Regions from separate parts of the Sus scrofa genome. Here regions 1, 2 and 4 are each linked to region 3. A link is a contact called in public Hi-C and HiChIP or PLAC-seq data. All regions are on one chromosome and are shown on one strand. Each heading gives the region's core, a stretch centred on a gene start, on an enhancer-like site or on the middle of the called end of the contact. The rest is flanking DNA. Distances are from core to core; before and after follow the strand shown.

Region 1 (3,909 bases), core at 1,065-3,564, 410 kb before region 3:
AAGCTGGTTTTCTCCAATGTGCCGGCTGCCCAGGTGTGGGCCCGAGCAGAGTGGAGGCCTGGGCGGCCTGTGTAATAAGTCCTGGACAGTCTAACCTGGGTTAAGAAGCTGTCAAGTGTCTGTCCCACTTGACAGGCGTGCACAGAGAAAATTATCATCAAACTGTCATCAAAGATAAAATATCAGCAAACCAGCAAAGACGACGGAGTTCAATCACTATTGGGCATGTTTGCGAGTTCTGCCAAACTTAAGGCATACGAAATTCAACAATTCTTGTATATTTTGCAAAAACTATATCTCCCCAAATCAATATTTTCACATTATTTATGTTCTATTGACATTAATGATCTGAATTAGTATAAAAATGTAATTATATTTATAACATCTAAATTTGAGTACATAAACCAAAAATGTTGAATATAAACAAGAATTTTAAAGATTGTTTCAAAATATGTATTTCTTCTAAATATTCAAAATTATACAATAAAAATAGAAATGCAACTTAATTGAACTACTATTAATTATTTAATATTTAATTATGTAAATAAAGCTACATCTTTAATTTTAAAAAGATCTTACCAAATGTTATTTAAAAATAACCCGCATATCTGGTTGTGTAGAATTGCCCATCCAGCAGCAAAGACCCAGCACGGCGCTCCCCAAAATGCTGCATCCAGAGCCGCGTCTGAGTGCTCAGGTGTGAGGTGCAATGTCCCTCACGGGCCCTGGCCATCTGGGTCCCCAAGAGTTTCCTTTTCTTAATTGATCCGAGTGCCTTGGAGCCCTTGTCACTGAAGGTTGCTCACAAGCAGCTGTACCCAAACGGGCCTGGGGGTCTGCTGGTTCACGGCCAGTGCCACCCATCAGGAGGCTGCCTGGGGGACCAGGGCGAGAGACTCCTGCAGTCGCCGGGAACCTCAGAGCTTCTCAAGCAGGAAGGACCCCCACCCCCGACCTTGGCCACCTGCAGGGCCAAGGAGCCAGGACCTGGGAGGCAGCAGGAACGTGCCCCCTGGGGCCAGTCGACACTGGTCTGGGACCCAGCCTGCTTCAGATAGCACGGGGCTGGAGGAGGTGCGTCCTGCCCTGCGCTTGGCAGCTGGAGCGTGGGGCTCATGGGATCATGCCGGCCATGCCAGGTGCCTCGTTTGCCCACTACCTGCTCTGGAGGACGAAGCCGGGCAGAGGAGAAAGAGAAGAAAGGGCAGGATGTTCCCGCTGCAGCATCTCACAACTGCACCTGCTCAGCCATCCTCAGGTCCCCCCTTCCCCGCATGCAGCTTAGCCCAATCAAAGCAGCCTAATGGAACAAAGCTCGCATCTCTTCTTCTGCAGCTTTTCGTATGTGCTTCTGGGAAAATGGGGTTTTCTCAGTGAAAAGATGAAGATTCACTATCTATTCATTTAAAATAAGTGTTTTCTTTTCAGAATTGGGGAAAAAAAGTCCCCAAGTGACATTGCCCAGATATACAAATTTTTGTTGCATGTCCTAAGCCTGCTGTACTTTACTAGAAATAAAACGCGCTTCGGTGCCCAGCAGATGTGGGTTAGAATCTGCTGCTTCCACCGTGTGGTCCAGGGAAGGTGCCTGTCCCATGTCTGGAGTCTCGCCTTCACAGCTTCAGGTCCTGGAGGCAGGGAGGCGGGTTGCAGGCAGCTCTGGGCCGAGTGGTTCCTTTGCTCTGTCTTTGTGTCCCCTGCGCAGGAAGTCGTCTGCAGCATCTGGGAGGAGGCTGAGGATGTCACGTGCAGGCGGGGCTGGCCCAGCCTGGATCCGGGCGTTCACTCCTTTGTGGTGGTGACGGGTGCGGAGCAGCCGGCCCCACTCCACAACCTCTCTTTCCTCTCTTGCCAACGCGGTTCCTTTCTATCCAGTGTGGCCCCTTTCTCTTCCGTGTGGTTCCTGGCTCTCCAACGTGGTTCCTCTCTTTCCAGTGTGGTTAAGCCCCCAGTTACGGATGGAGAAAAGGGATCCCTTGCCCAACATTCTCAAAAATGTTCTACAAACACCTCTTCGTGTTCCCGTATTCAAGGAGATGTGCAATTATTGCCATGTTCGTTGCACGCCTCTTGTACGCTAAGCTCTGGGGACTTGAAGACAAATGAGAACAACCATCGAAGCCTAACAGGCATGACCGCCAGATCTGCGGGATGAAGCGGGGGGACCACCACCAGCTCAGCCGCTGGCCCTCGTGGTCTCTCCCGCGGCAGTGTGGTGCGGTTGCGCCACGGGACCCTCTGCGCTCTGGGCGTGTGGCACGGGGCACAGCAATCATGAGCGCGTGATGGGGGCACCGCGGGGTGGCGCACTGGGCTGCGGGTTCCGGCTGGAGGGTGAAGCCAGAGACCTGCTCCTTGACGGGGGCAAGAGGGGTTAGAACACGAACAGCTCTGCTCCCGGGACATCTTTCATAAAGGATGTATTTAGGAAGCTGAACGGTTCACTTTTTTTTTTAAAGAATGATCTATTTTACAGGGCTTAAGAGTGTGTCCAGCCTGCCCGCAGTAAATCCTCTCTGGCTCTAATGCAAAGTAAGCAGCATGGTCGCCATTTAAACAGTTCCTGGGCGGCACAGCCAGCGCCGTTTGAAACGCCTCCGTCATTCTAAACAGAAACAGATGTTTGAACAGCAGAGCTGAGCAGAAGTCATTCTTCAAACAGTAGATTAAAACATCTGTCAGGACAGCGTGGAGGGCCAGACCCGCAGCAGCCGTCCCAGCTGGACCTGCCCATCACGGTCTTTCCAGGGGAGAATTGCGGGTGGACAGGGGCACCGGGGGAAGTGGCGCCTAGCCCCCCACTCTCCATGCCTCGATGTCACTGCTGGGATTCACAGGTCCTGTTGGCCCATCCCCTGTCCAGCTGGCTGGTCCCCTGTCCCACTGGCTGGTGCCCTGTCCTGCTGGTCCATCCCCTGTCCTGCTGGCCTTCTTGAATGTGCTTTTTTTCTCCCCTCCGTGGCTCTAGTTGCTGAGTCTGCACAGCTGGCACTCATGGCTGGTCTCTGTGTCCCTGGTAAATGTTGACACTCTGGGGCCCTTTCTCCTCCAGGTTGATATTCGTCATTTGACCTTCTGGACATTTCCAGTGGCTGCTCAGGCTGTGCCTCATTCAGGTTGCCTTATTATCTCTAATCTATTAGAACCACAGGAGGGAGAGAGCAAGAGGGGCCCTTGCCTGTGGTCTGGCATGAAGGCCGAAGCTTGGGAGGTGAGGGCAGGGATCAGAAAAGAAGGGAGCCGTGGACACTCAGAGCTGAAGAGTCCTGCCTTTCCCCTCTCTCTCACCATGACCCCAAATAGGCCCCTTCACAGGCCAGTCTCCTTGTGCTGAGTGGGCCAAACCTGGGGAATAGACAGTACCCATAACTTGGAGATGGGCCCTACACTCGTCATGTAGGAAAAGGGGGTTTGGGAGGGGTTGCAGGAGGAGATGCAGGAGGGGGATGCAGGAGGGGGATGCAGGAGGGAGATGCAGGAGGGGATGCAGGAGGGGATGCAGGATGGGGATGCAGTAGGGGGATGCAGGAGGAGATGCAGGATGGGGATGCAGGAGGGGGATGCAGGAGGGGATGCAGGAGGGGATGCAGGAGGGGATGCAGGAGGGGGTGCAGGAGGAGATGCAGGAGGGGATGCAGGATGGGGATGCAGGAGGGGATGCAGGAGGGGATGCAGGAGGGGATGCAGGAGGGGATGCAGGAGGGGATGCAGGAGGGGATGCAGGAGGAGATGCAGGAGGGGATGCAGGAGGGGATGCAGGAGGGGATGCAGGAGGGGATGCAGGATGGGGATGCAGGAGGGAGATGCAGGAGGGGATGCAGGAGGGGATGCAGGAGGGGATGCAGGAGGGGATGCAGGAGGAGATGCAGGAGGGGGATGCAGGATGGGGATGCAGGAGGGGATGCAGGA
Region 2 (3,858 bases), core at 690-3,189, 460 kb before region 3:
CTGCTTTTTGTGGTTTAAGCCCAGCCTCCAGCATTCACGTATCTTGCCGGGACGTCCGATGTGTCTTGTCTCCTGTAGCGGCTACATCAGCGGCAGTGCCACTCCAAGGGGCAGTCTTACCACTCTCAGCCCAAATGTCCCCCAAGAAGGAGGTCTGGATCTAAGAGCTGGCATTCCCCTGCCGGAGAGGCACCGGGGGACAGGGACAGGGGCTTTCCTGTAAATTACAGTCGTTTTCCTCTTTGAATCTGATGCTTGCCAACTAAGCCACGCCCTGACCCAGGGCTCCAGTCCCTTCTGTGTGCTGGGCAGTTCAACCCCGACACCTGTAGGCTGTGTCCTCTCCCAGAGTCCTCGTATGCGCCCTATCTTAATGAAAGGCGACCCCAGCACCAGGTGCCTGCGCCAGGAACCTCAAGGTCACATTCAGCTCCTCCCTCACAGCCAGTTTTCCATCCATTTCACCTCAAAATGATCTCATGTCCTGCCCAAGACACTCACCTGTCTTGGTCTGGGCTTCGAGGTGAGAAAGTGGTCTTCCCATGAGAATATGTGACATCAAGCTCTCCTCTTTGGGCTCCTCCCTGCATGGTCCCGGGACCCCCAGGACCCCAGTGCGTGCCTCCTATGGGGAGCGGAGTGGGTTCGCTTGGTGTCTGGCTGTGTCTGCAGCCTTTCCTGCTGCTCCTGCATGCTGGGAATACCGGCCACAGGACACCCGTGGCCAGAGCTGTCCTTGCTGGGCCTGCCTGGCGACCCTTGGGAAGGCCACACTGCTCCTGGCTGGTGCTTGGCTGGGCACACCCATGGCTTCCTCCAGTTTGTTTCCTGGTGACCAGCCTGTTGCTGCCAGCTTGCAGGTGCCTCCCTGCGTCCATCCAGTGGGGTGGAAAGTCCTTGTTTTCCTCAGGTGATGCCACATGCCTCTGCCTCAACCCCTTGCCAGTGGGAGTCACCAATGGAGCGGGCCGTGGCTTCTGGGAAGGACTATGACTTGATCGGCCCTGTCACGGGTGGGGAGCTGGAGCAACTGAAAGATGCCCAGAAAATGCCTGATATTTGCAAGCTTGCTTCAGGCTTTTCTCAGCCCGCTTTTCATTTCTCTGCTGGCCGAATACCTCCTGCAGATGGAGTTACTGCAGGAAGGGGCAGAGGGGAAGATTAGCTAAATCTGTTCTTCACCAAAAGCAACAGCCAGCTTGCCAGAGCCTTGAAGAGCCAGCCTGAGAGGGAGACGGCTCTTGCCACGCCTGGGGAGGGACACGGGTCCGAGGCCAAACCCAGGTTAAGAACGTCACTTACTTTGTGAACAAGCTGCTTAACTCCTCACAACCTGAGCTTTCTGATCTGTGAGGGGCTGGGAATCACGTTGCCTCCCCGAGTGGGTTGGTGGACTACAGGGTGTGGGGTCAGGGGGTACCCGAGGTCCCGGGCCGGTGGCATCAGTATCACCAGGCCCTTCTGTTTCTAGGGGGGGAATTGGGTTTCCTCCACGTGGAAATCAAGCTGGGCGTTTGCAGACAACTTTGTCCCTGACCTAAGCCCGCGGCCCCCAACCCGTGCTCTCAGGTGTAGGGTTTTCAGGGGAGGAGGTGAGGGGGCAGCTGCCACCGCCCAGTCCTCGCCTGCACGTGGGGCCGAGAGTGGCTCTGGTTCAACTGAGCAGCGACCTTGGGATGGAGCGGAGCCTCGTGTGGCTGTGAGCCGCGTCCTGCGTGTCCCCAGGCCCTCCTCTACGTGGGCATCTGCGAGGGTCCGTGGAGGTGCCCCGTCCCGCGGTGGCACCCGCCTTGTTTGCCTTTTCAGTAAGTCGGTTAGGAAGCTGCTCTTAGGAGTAAACCTTGGGTTTCTCGGATCCGGGTGCTCTCGAGCCGTCGGTGTACGGGCTGCCCGCCCCGGCGTCTGCGGTCCCTCCGCGGGACGCGGGGCGGCGCTCTTGAGCAAGGCAAGGCCCGCAGCCCCGAGCGGAAGCCTCCCGGGAATCCAGGCGGTACCTGCCCCTTCCTCCCGCCTGCCCGCCGGGGCCGGGGCGGGGGCTTCGCGCGGGCCGGGCCTGGGCGCGAGAGGGCTCAGGGGGCTCGCATGCTGTGAGGTCCGGGCCGCGCGTCGCAGCGGCGCGGGAGGCCGGGTCTGGGCCACGACCGGCATCATCTGGGTGCCGCCGGTGCGGGACGGGCCTGCGGGGCCCAGACAGCGAACCGCAGAGGCAGGGGCTGTTGAAAGAATGTGGCCGGATCCGCGCAGAACTTTCAGGTGCACCGGCTTCTAACAGCCCACCTTTATCAGCGGCGCAGGACAGTGTCCTCAGCCCGCACTGTGTCACCCAGAGGGCGTGCGGGGCCTCCCGCCGGGGCGTGGCGGGCTTCCCCCCAGCTACTCTAAATAGCAAAACTGGATCCCGGGCTTGCTACCCAGCCCTAAGTGTTAACCTGTAGTCCAGCGTCTGGGCCCCTGGGTGCCTTGGCTAGTGTGGCTCCCAAGTGAACTTGAACCATTTACAATCGATCTAAGATCAAGTGTTGAGGTTTTCCAAAGAATATCCTGGATGATGCAGGGAGTGGTTTTGACTCGTCGCTCAATTCCTTTAAAATAAGAGTATTTTAAGTTCAAAGAAGCCAGTCATAATGCTGAACCCCGCACCACAGCTTCCATTGGAAGCCGGCAGGCACAGGCCCACGGTTTTCAAAGTACCTGGGTGCTCAGGTCCCCGCGACCCCTGGGTAGGACGGCGCCGCAGGGTGAGAAGGCCACGGAAGGAGGGAGGCAGGGCCTGGCTGGTCCTCTCCCTGCGGGGATGGCTCTCGTGTGGGGCCCGAGTGGGCTGTTTCTGTCTCCCGGAAGGCTCTGCCGGCTGCTTGTCTCCAGATGGATCCCCCCAGCCACACCGTGGTGAGACTTCCCAGCGTCCTGGGAAGGCGGGGGTCTGACTGCAGCCGGCTCACCTGAGTCCTCTGCAAGCCCTTCCTTGAGCCTTCCTACCGCTCGGCATGGGCCGCCGCTGGCAGCCGCAGCCCCTGAGTGAGTGTCCTCCAGCCTCCAGAGGCCCTGACTGCCCCTCCCGCTGGAGGACACGAGGTGGCGAGAGGGGAGGAAATTTCCCGGGCCCACCCTTCACGCGACCGAGCATTGGCGTCAGTGCCCCAGAGGGGCCTAGGTTCTTGGATTTCCGCTCACTTCTTGCTTTTTCTTCCCTATAGCAGTTGATGATTCCAATTTCCCTGGCCTGGATGAAAGTTACATAATAAAAGGACATGCCTGGAGTTCCTGTCGTGGCTCAGTAGTTAACGAATCCGACTAGGAACCATGAGGTTGCGGGTTCGATCCCTGGCCTTGCTCAGCGGGTTAAGGATCCAGTGTTGTCGTGAGCTGTGGTATAGGTCACAGATGGGCTCCGGCTGGCATTGCTGTGGCTCTGGCACAGGCCGGTGGCTACAGCTCTGATTAGACCACTGGCTTGGGAACCTCCATATGCCACGGGAGCAGCTCTAGAAAAGGCAAAAAAAAAAAAAAAAAAAAAGAAAAAAAAGACATGTCTAAGCAGAAAATAAGTATTTCACTAAACTGTCGACAAGGCATTCTGCAGGGAGGCTGAGGGATGCGAAGAGGCGCCCCTCCTGGTGAAGGAGGGAGGACGGGACCCAGGGCTGGGGGGCACGGAGCAGGAAGTGCCCTCCAGGGGTGAGGGGGTAGCCTCGAGCTCAGATCTGGGGTCAGCAGGGGCCCCAAGGCTGTAAGGTCCGTCTCCACCTGCGATCTGGGCCGGGGTCCTGGGATGGTGGGGAACTAACAGGACTAAGCAGAGCCAGGAAGGCCGAGAAGCCCCCACCCCCAAAATGCAGGCGGGAGGCGGACTGGGTG
Region 3 (4,004 bases), core at 333-2,832:
TACAAAGTAAGCGAGCCCCCCGCCAGCCCCCAAGATATGGCTGAAAGTGAAGAGTTACCCTCTGCGGAGCATCTGAGCCCAGAGGAGAGAGAATGAGGGGCAGAGGCACGGCAAGTTTGTGTGGCTTCCCAGAGGTGCACTTGAGCTAGACTTTGAAGGATTTGAAGAAGAGTTTCCTGGCAGATGAGGCGGCGTGGGTTGCGGGCCCTCCAGAAAAGTTATAGCCCACAGGACTCAATCATGATAATTGCAGCTCACTGAGGATTCCTGTGTGTTGGGCTCTGGGCCCAGCACTTACACACATCACCTCGTCCACGCTTCCCTGGGAGAAGTGATAATATTTCACACATTTCACAAGTGAGGAAGTTCCAACTTTGGGATATTTGAGGCCACACAACTGGCAAACAATGGAATTAGGGTCCCAAGGCTAATGGCCACTCCACAAGCATCTCTGGGCAACAGTGAGCAGTTTGGCGTCGCCAGAGAGGGAGACAAGGTGGGCAGGACTGGAGGGCCCTGGTATGGGCGTAGCTGCATCCAGGGTGATTTCTGCTGCTGCTTAGCGCCCCTGGGAAGGTGGGGGAGCACAGTGAAGACCCCAGTAGGGGGGCCACCTACTGCACCCATGTGAAGGTAGATGAAGTGGAGGGTGTCCCTGGGCCTTATTTCACATGAGTGTCCAATTCATGCTAGTTTTTTTAATGTATGGTCCCTGGACAATCCCCCACCCCCCCAACCTGGTGTCTTGTAAACACCCAGGGGCTTATTGCACACCCTGGGTTCCTCCTGGCTTCCACGGTCACCTTGGCTGCGGAGTGAGCACAGCTGTGACTCTTTCTGGGTAGAATTTCACACAAATTCACTGCCAATCTATAACTTTCCTGGCACACACATTTGTCACAGCGGTAAAGAAGGAGAGTCGCTATAGTCGCACATCTGCATGGGATCCTGTCCCTGGAGAAGCTGCTTCTGGCATGTAGTCATGGAGGAAACTGAGATAAACAAATGTCTCCTTTTCTGGACAATTTCTTGAGCTGGAATCTACTGCAAAAGGAAAGACACTTAGAAGTGATGTCACTTGGGCAACATATAGTTCCCCTGCAGTATTCCAACTGAAGGTGACAGTGACAATAAGTTGGCACCACTGACGTGGCAGGAACTCCCCATGGCACATTGACAAGTGGATGTGACAGTCACTTTCCCCTCAACCCAGGTCACAGAGGCAAGAGGGCACCCTGGAAACTTAAAGATGGCTTTAGTTTAAGGAAAATAAGAGAGAAAAACATGCCTCAGGAAAAAAATCATTTGAATTCAATGGCTCTTCACAGTGGCACAGACATAAAAATATAAATAGGTTTACAAAAAGCCTTTACATAGATTGCGGATGATTGATTCATGGCTGGCTATTAAGGGAAACTCAAGGTGGCCAGGCTATTCTGAGGCCAAGCTCTGGGAGGCACCCTCGGTCTCGCAAACCATTCCCTTGGCACTCTTCCGGGGAGAAGTGTGGCCTGTGCAGCCTGCTGTCTGACTCTCCTTTTAAGGCCATCAGGGATCTGAGCCCCATGGGCAGGGAGCAGGCGTGGCGGCCAGAGCACAAGGGGTCATCCCTGCAAATAGCTTGACTCTGAAGTTTCTAAAAGAGAGCCTGGCCACCTGGGCTCCCAAAAGAGGTGCCTGTCACACGTGCCCTCTGCCACTTGTGCCCAGAGGAGCTGTCTGCACGAGCTGGAGCACCACCCTCAGCTGGCAGGTTAAATATGTCCCACAGCCGGCACTGGGGCCCTCTCCCAAAATAGTCCCAACACAGGAACAATAAAGGCAGAGGTGACAATGAGACTAATAGCAGCCCATTCTTACCATTATCCCCGGGAATAAAGCACAAACAAGGTGTGGACCATCAGCGAGGTGGCAGTGTTGAATAGAGAGCTAAAGACAAGAGCAAGCAAAACACCTGAGGTAGTGGGCTGGATAGTATGGAAAGTTTGTTATTTGAGAAAACAAGTGATATTTACATTCTTAACACAGAGCAGGGTAATGTGATAGAGCAGAGACCCTGCTTAAAAACAAAAAACTTTTGAGGAAAATGCACTGCCCTGAAGGAGAGCAGAGATGCTGTGAGGGGGCTTCCTGTGTGGCCCAGGGGACAGGCTGGGTGGACATCCCTGGAGCTGTCCCTTCAGAGGTTAGGTGACCTTGCTCCAAGGCAGGTGGAAAGGGACATCCATACCCCACAAGCGAGGGGCTGGAAGCCTGGCTCGGTCTGAATCTGGCACCTATGTTGAAAGAAGCCTGTGGCTTTTTAAGAAACAGAAGTTTATCTCATAATGGCATAAACTAAAAAATTCAGGGGTTCCCACTCTGGCACAGTGTGTTAAGGATGTGGTGTTGCTGCAGGTGTGGTATAGGTTGCAGCTGCAGCTGGGATTTGATCCCTGGCCTGAGTTTTCCTTATGCTGTGGGTGCAGCCAAAAAAAGGTCAATGATATTCAGATATGTGTCATATCACAGTCAATTATTATTTAATAGAAACAGGTCAAATTGGCTAATCTAAGCAACGGAAAGACATGTAAACTTAGATGGCTCCGTTGATGAAAAATTGAACTCTGAATCTGATCAAGCCTCAAACTCTACCAATTTATAGGAAAAGACATTTATGGAAACTATAGGAATAGAATCAGCAATATCCAGAAAGCAGAGAACTCTGCAGTACAAATCATCTGCTCCTTTGACAACTGAGTTTTGCGGGAATGAGAAAGAGATTGAGAAAGATTAACACAGAGAAGGAGGAAGATCGGAGCTAGAGATTGAAATATTTGGCTGCAGATTTGAATGAAGTGTAAATAGACATTTATGAAACAATCAAGGAAATGTGAACATAGACTGGACATTATAGTTAACATTTAAGGATACGATTATGACAGTGATTATATTGTATTTAATTTTTGGTGTTTTTTTTTAAGGGTCACACCCGTGGCATAAGGAGGTTCCCAGGCTAGGGGTCCGTTGGAGCTGCAGCTGCTGGCCTACACCACAGCCACAGCAACACAGGATCCAAGCCCCTTCTTTAACCTACACCACAGCTCACGGCAATGCCAGATCCTTAACCCACTGAGCGAGGCCAGGGATTGAACCTGCGTCCTCATGGATACTTTTCGGGTTCATTACCACTGAGACAAGATGGGAACTCCTGATTATATTTTAAAAACATGCCTTGGTGTTCCCGTTGTGGCGCAGTGGTTAATGAATCTGACTAGGAACCATGAGGTTGCGGGTTCGGTCCCTGCCCTTGCTCAGTGGGTTGACGATCCGGCGTTGCCGTCAGCTGTGGTGTAGGTTGCAGACGTGGCTCGGATCCCGGATCCCGCGTTGCTGTGGCTCTGGCGTAGGCCGGAGACTACAGCTCCGATTCGACCCCTAGCCTGGGAACTTCCATATGCCGCGGAGCGGCCCAAAGAAATAGCAAAAAGACAATAAATAAATAAATAAATAAATAAATAAATGCCTTTTTTTTTTTTTTTTTTTAGAGGGCTGATATATTTACAGATGAAGTATAGGATTTCTGGGATTTGCTTCAAAATAATTTTTTTTGGGGGGAGGGTAGGGAATGAAATAAGAGTGGCCGTGAAGTGGCCATTTAATGAAGTGGGTGAGGGGCACACAGGGTTTCATTACACTGATCTCTCAACTTTTTTGGTATACATTTGAAATGTTCCATAATAAAATACATAAATGGATGAGACATTGGAGGAATTCTCCAAGCTTCCAATGGATACAAAAAAGCAATGGTGATTTTCCCTGTGGTTTTTCCTTCATTTCTGCCTCTAAGCATTTATTACAGAGTCTTTTTGAGGAAAATCTTGCACCTTTCAGATAATATTGTTTATTAGAATTTCATAATAGGTGCTAAGAGTTAAAACTCCTTTCATCTTCTTCAGGAAGTCTGAGGGAAGTCATAATTTTCTGTGATTTTCTGCAGACAACCCAGGTACTTTGTACACATC
Region 4 (3,741 bases), core at 916-3,415, 360 kb before region 3:
AGGCCTCTCCCCTCCTTCCCTGGTCCCCCTCGCACCAGACTCAAGGCTGGATTCGGATGCCACGGAGCTGAACAGAAACGACAAACCCTCACCCTGAAGAAAAGTGCCCAAGGGAACGTGCTTCCCGTCAGATGCGAGAGCCACCGGGCTCCGGCCCACGGCACCCTTGGGAGACGACATGCGGGCGGGATGGTGCCCCTGCAGCATCACACACACTGAGTACACTGGGCCCTGCGCTCCTGGTGACACCGGAAGCCTGCAGGTGCCTCGGATCATCGTCATTTGCTCTTAGGAACTAAACAGCCCTCACGAAGCATGTAAATGTGATGATACAGTCAGTGCAAGTAAATATTAAAAACTTGTGAAGGTGTCAGAAGAGCCTTTTTGGTGATCGCTATCAGAGGACTTCTTGCGGGTCTTTAAGAAAAATCCAGAATTGGTTATTCTTGGAGGATGCCAGTGAACCAGCTTTGTAAACAATGTGTAACAGAAAAAGGGAACCCGGTAAGCATTAGCCTGGTCTTTTTTTGGTGGAAGGGGCCCAAGGGTGGGCGGTCCGAGCAGGAACTGCAGCTGCCGTGCTGCCCCTGTGACCTCAGCTCAGCTTGCTGGGTGCCGCTGCGTCTCCAGGGCCAGGTCCTGTGTCCGGCTCCTGGGGCCTCCCCAAGACGCTGAGATGCTGCGCGCCCCTCTGCCTGCTGGCATCAGACCTCCTGGACACGGCCCTGCTGGCCCCCAGCCTCGCCCCAAGTCTTCTGACGCCTCCACCATCGAGACTGAATATCATGGAGCTGCCGCCGTGGAAGCCTGGGACGGCCCGAGACCACCTTCTCGCCAGCAGTGTCACGGTGTGTGCTCCATGCGGAAGCCACGTGTTGAACCCCACACAGGCCTCCTGGTGTTTCTCCAGCATATTCGGTTCCTGGGGCGCATTTCCTAGGAGTAGCACGCAGGCCGTGGCTGGGCCAGAAGCCACCTTCCCCTTGCCTGGACACAGTTGGTGTAGCCTGAGGTGTAGTTTCTGATTCGAATCACTGACCTGTGCGGACGGGCACCTGGAGTTCTTGCAGGAAAACTCTGGCAACTTGGGTCCATGTTCCACGCTGTGTGGAAGGGTCACGCTGAGCGGTAGTCACCCTTGGGTCTTGGGCCTTTGAGCACCAGCAGGCTGGGCTGCTGATCGCTGCCCCCAGCACGCCCCCCATGCCCCCCCATGCTCTGTACTGACTGGCAGAGCAGTCCAGGCCGCATCTCCATGCGCCACGGGCAGAGGCTGCAGGCGGGTCACCCTCGCGGACCTGCTGGGGGCTGAGTCCTGGGCGGGGGCAGAACCTGTGTCTCTAAGATCGGGCGGAGGGTGCCGCAGGCAGGGGCAGCATCGCTCTTCCAGGTGGCACTGCAGGTCTGCCTTCACTTTAAACGCGGCGTAGTCCCCAGGCCACAGGCCATCACCAAGTGCCGAGCAGGCCTGGGGTGGCCTGGAGCTGAGCCCCGCCTGGGTGGCGCCCTGCCTTTGCCCTGGACCGCCTCAGAGCGGGGCAGCCAGGCCTGCTCTGCCCCAGGAGACGGGAGGACACCAGGCCTTTGAAAGTGAGTGGCCAGTGGGGGGCCAGGCGGGGACGACAGCTGGTGAACTGCAGTGGAAGCCTCAGCCGGAGGGAGGGAGGGGTCAGGACTCCCTGAGGTCGGAGGCTGGAAGGCAGGCGAAGGCCCATGTGTTGTCGTCACTCAAGGGCCCCCGGCGCCCCGGAGGGAGTGGCGGACACAGGGACCGGCCGCCTGGGAACACGAAACCGGCAGGAAGCTGTTGCAAGTGGCGGCTGCGTCCAGGGCTGGGGATTTAGATCAAAGGCCTGCAGCTGCGAGGCCTGGGGGCGGGGGGGTGGGGGGGGGAGCTGGGTGGGGGTGGGGGAGTCCGAAACCCCCTTGGGTGGGGGAAGGGGAGCAGCAGCTGGGTGGGGGGCTCAGGAAGCTGTGGTACACGGGGATGTTTCCCAGGAAACTGGGGAAGCGCAGGTCACCCCCCCCCCAACTCAGAGGGACCTGAGTGCTGGTCCTGCCCAGGCCCCGGACGGCCACTGCCTGGCGCCAATGAGTTTGGGTCCTGAGGCGATGCCCTCCCTTCAGAAGCAGCCTCAGGCCCGGAGAGGCATGGGGCCAAGGAGCTCGGGGACGGTCTGGCAAGGGGGCATCTGGCGGGAAGGACATCGGTCACCCCCTTCACGTATGGTTCTGGCCTCTGTGAAATCGGCTAATTGGGAGGTATCAGGTGACTGTCACTGCCTCCCAGGAGCAGAGAGCCAGTGCGGGGCTGCCTGAGGAGGCCCAGGGCAGGGCCATGGGGCAAACCCAGCGGGGTCTGCTGGAGCCACAGTGGCCGCTCTGCCCCGTGGACGGGCCCTGAACCTCGCCAAGTCCATGGCCTTAGTAAGGAGTTGGGGGAGGCGGCACGGCCGCCTGAGACTCGGGGAGGCACCAGTGGGGCTGAGCCTGGGGCCCCAGGAAGCAGGGGGCTGGTGGGGGCTCGGTCCTCAAGCCAGGGGTCTGGGGCTCTCTGTGACCCACAGATATCTGGCGGGGTCAGAAAGGGCCGTCTGGGGCAGCCAGGGTTGGGGGGGCGAGGTGGGGATTCGGCAGGTGGGGCGGGTGTGGGGAGGTCAAGGCCCAGGAGGTCGGCTGTGCTCCTGCAGGGGGGCCGGGGAGGGAGAGGAAGGCCAGTCGTGGGGCTGCTCAGAGCAGAGGTCCCCAGGGGCCCTGCCCAGTGGCTCCTGGATAAGCCCTGGAGCCTGGGAGACCCAGGAGCTTCGATGGATCTTGAGAACCTACCACAGACCAGACACGCCACCGGGGGTCCTGGGCACTGGCCTTGCTGAGGAGGGCGACCTGCCTGACCAGCCGAGAGCTGCAGCCAGAGAGCCTGGGCCGTGGCGGCTCTGGGCGGCCGCGGCAGCCACAGTGGGGAACTGTGGCTTTGGTTTGGTTCAGACGTTAAAGGGAGCTCTGCGAGGGCAGGGCCAGCCGAGGTCCCCCGCAGCCTATGGGTGCTGGGAGAGGTGCCCGCGGCTCCAGGGCACCCTTCCCACCTGAGATTTTAGGGTCTGTGATTCGACTCTTTGAACAAAGAATGGAATCCTCTCCCCCAGCACCTTGGTTTCTCAGGGGTTCAGGCTCAGGCCTGTTGAGAATCACCCTCCTTGGAAGCTACTGAGCTGGTCTGGCCTCTCAGGAAGGCCCCGCCCCAGGTGAGCACCCCACCTGCCCCCCCAAGAGCCCGGAATGAAGGAAAGAGACAAAAGCACAGAGCGGGCCCCCGAGGGGGCGGGCTCTGAACTTTCAAAACGGCCATCGAGGAGCTGTTCAGGCGGAGGGGCCGCCCCTGGGCACAGGGGTCCCCAAATCCAGTCGCAGGAGCCCCTCCTCCGGCCGGGCGATCCTGCCGGTCTGCTGCACTGATCTGGGCCTCAGGCCCGGTGCTCTGGTCAGTGCTCGGGGTACCCCCCCTGCCGGGCAGCGAAGCCCTGAGCCCACTGATGGAGGAGCTGCCCCTTCCGGCTCCTCCCCTTCCCCCTCAGCATCCTTCTGCTTGACGTTTAAAGCCACTTCTGTCGGCCAGGATGGGGGTGGGCTCAGAACCCCGCCTGGTGGCCCTGAGGAGTTTTGAGACCTGGTGTCATTGTCTCAACATGCTGGGTCCTGTGCATCTTCAGGAAGCGACTCTGCCCAGGGTCTTGGCCTCCCCAC

Evidence for each region. A called contact is a pair of places that touch in the nucleus more often than the background predicts. HiChIP or PLAC-seq counts read pairs in DNA pulled down with a chosen protein or histone mark.
Region 1: a contact with region 3 is called in an H3K27ac HiChIP or PLAC-seq map of skeletal muscle, with 8 times the contacts expected there. The contact joins two enhancer-like sites. A contact is called at or near these places in 2 of 47 Hi-C or Micro-C datasets (both in skeletal muscle) and 1 of 2 datasets of contacts at active chromatin or transcription factors (skeletal muscle).
Region 2: a Hi-C map of skeletal muscle shows a contact between it and region 3, with 4 times the contacts expected there. The contact joins two enhancer-like sites. A contact is called at or near these places in 15 of 47 Hi-C or Micro-C datasets (brain, embryonic fibroblasts, fetal heart ventricle and 10 more) and 2 of 2 datasets of contacts at active chromatin or transcription factors (alveolar macrophages and skeletal muscle).
Region 4: a contact with region 3 is called in an H3K27ac HiChIP or PLAC-seq map of skeletal muscle, with 5 times the contacts expected there. The contact joins two enhancer-like sites. A contact is called at or near these places in 1 of 47 Hi-C or Micro-C datasets (embryonic fibroblasts) and 2 of 2 datasets of contacts at active chromatin or transcription factors (alveolar macrophages and skeletal muscle).

Annotation. Positions count from the first base shown.
Region 1 is chr1:457,631-461,539 of Sscrofa11.1, reverse strand. No RefSeq gene overlaps it. Among named protein-coding and RNA genes, the nearest start is that of ERMARD, 81 kb to the left of the region's middle. Within about 2 kb of position 2,314, at least 4 of the 83 cell types and tissues checked have an H3K27ac peak or open chromatin away from gene starts, as enhancers often do. A contact at or near this core is called in skeletal muscle, where this site is marked.
Region 2 is chr1:507,237-511,094 of Sscrofa11.1, reverse strand. No RefSeq gene overlaps it. Among named protein-coding and RNA genes, the nearest start is that of ERMARD, 32 kb to the left of the region's middle. Within about 2 kb of position 1,939, at least 38 of the 83 cell types and tissues checked have an H3K27ac peak or open chromatin away from gene starts, as enhancers often do. A contact at or near this core is called in skeletal muscle, where this site is marked.
Region 3 is chr1:47,334-51,337 of Sscrofa11.1, reverse strand. No RefSeq gene overlaps it. Among named protein-coding and RNA genes, the nearest start is that of PSMB1, 26 kb to the right of the region's middle. Within about 2 kb of position 1,582, at least 6 of the 83 cell types and tissues checked have an H3K27ac peak or open chromatin away from gene starts, as enhancers often do. A contact at or near this core is called in skeletal muscle, where this site is marked.
Region 4 is chr1:405,660-409,400 of Sscrofa11.1, reverse strand. No RefSeq gene overlaps it. Among named protein-coding and RNA genes, the nearest start is that of ERMARD, 130 kb to the left of the region's middle. Within about 2 kb of position 2,165, at least 8 of the 83 cell types and tissues checked have an H3K27ac peak or open chromatin away from gene starts, as enhancers often do. A contact at or near this core is called in skeletal muscle, where this site is marked.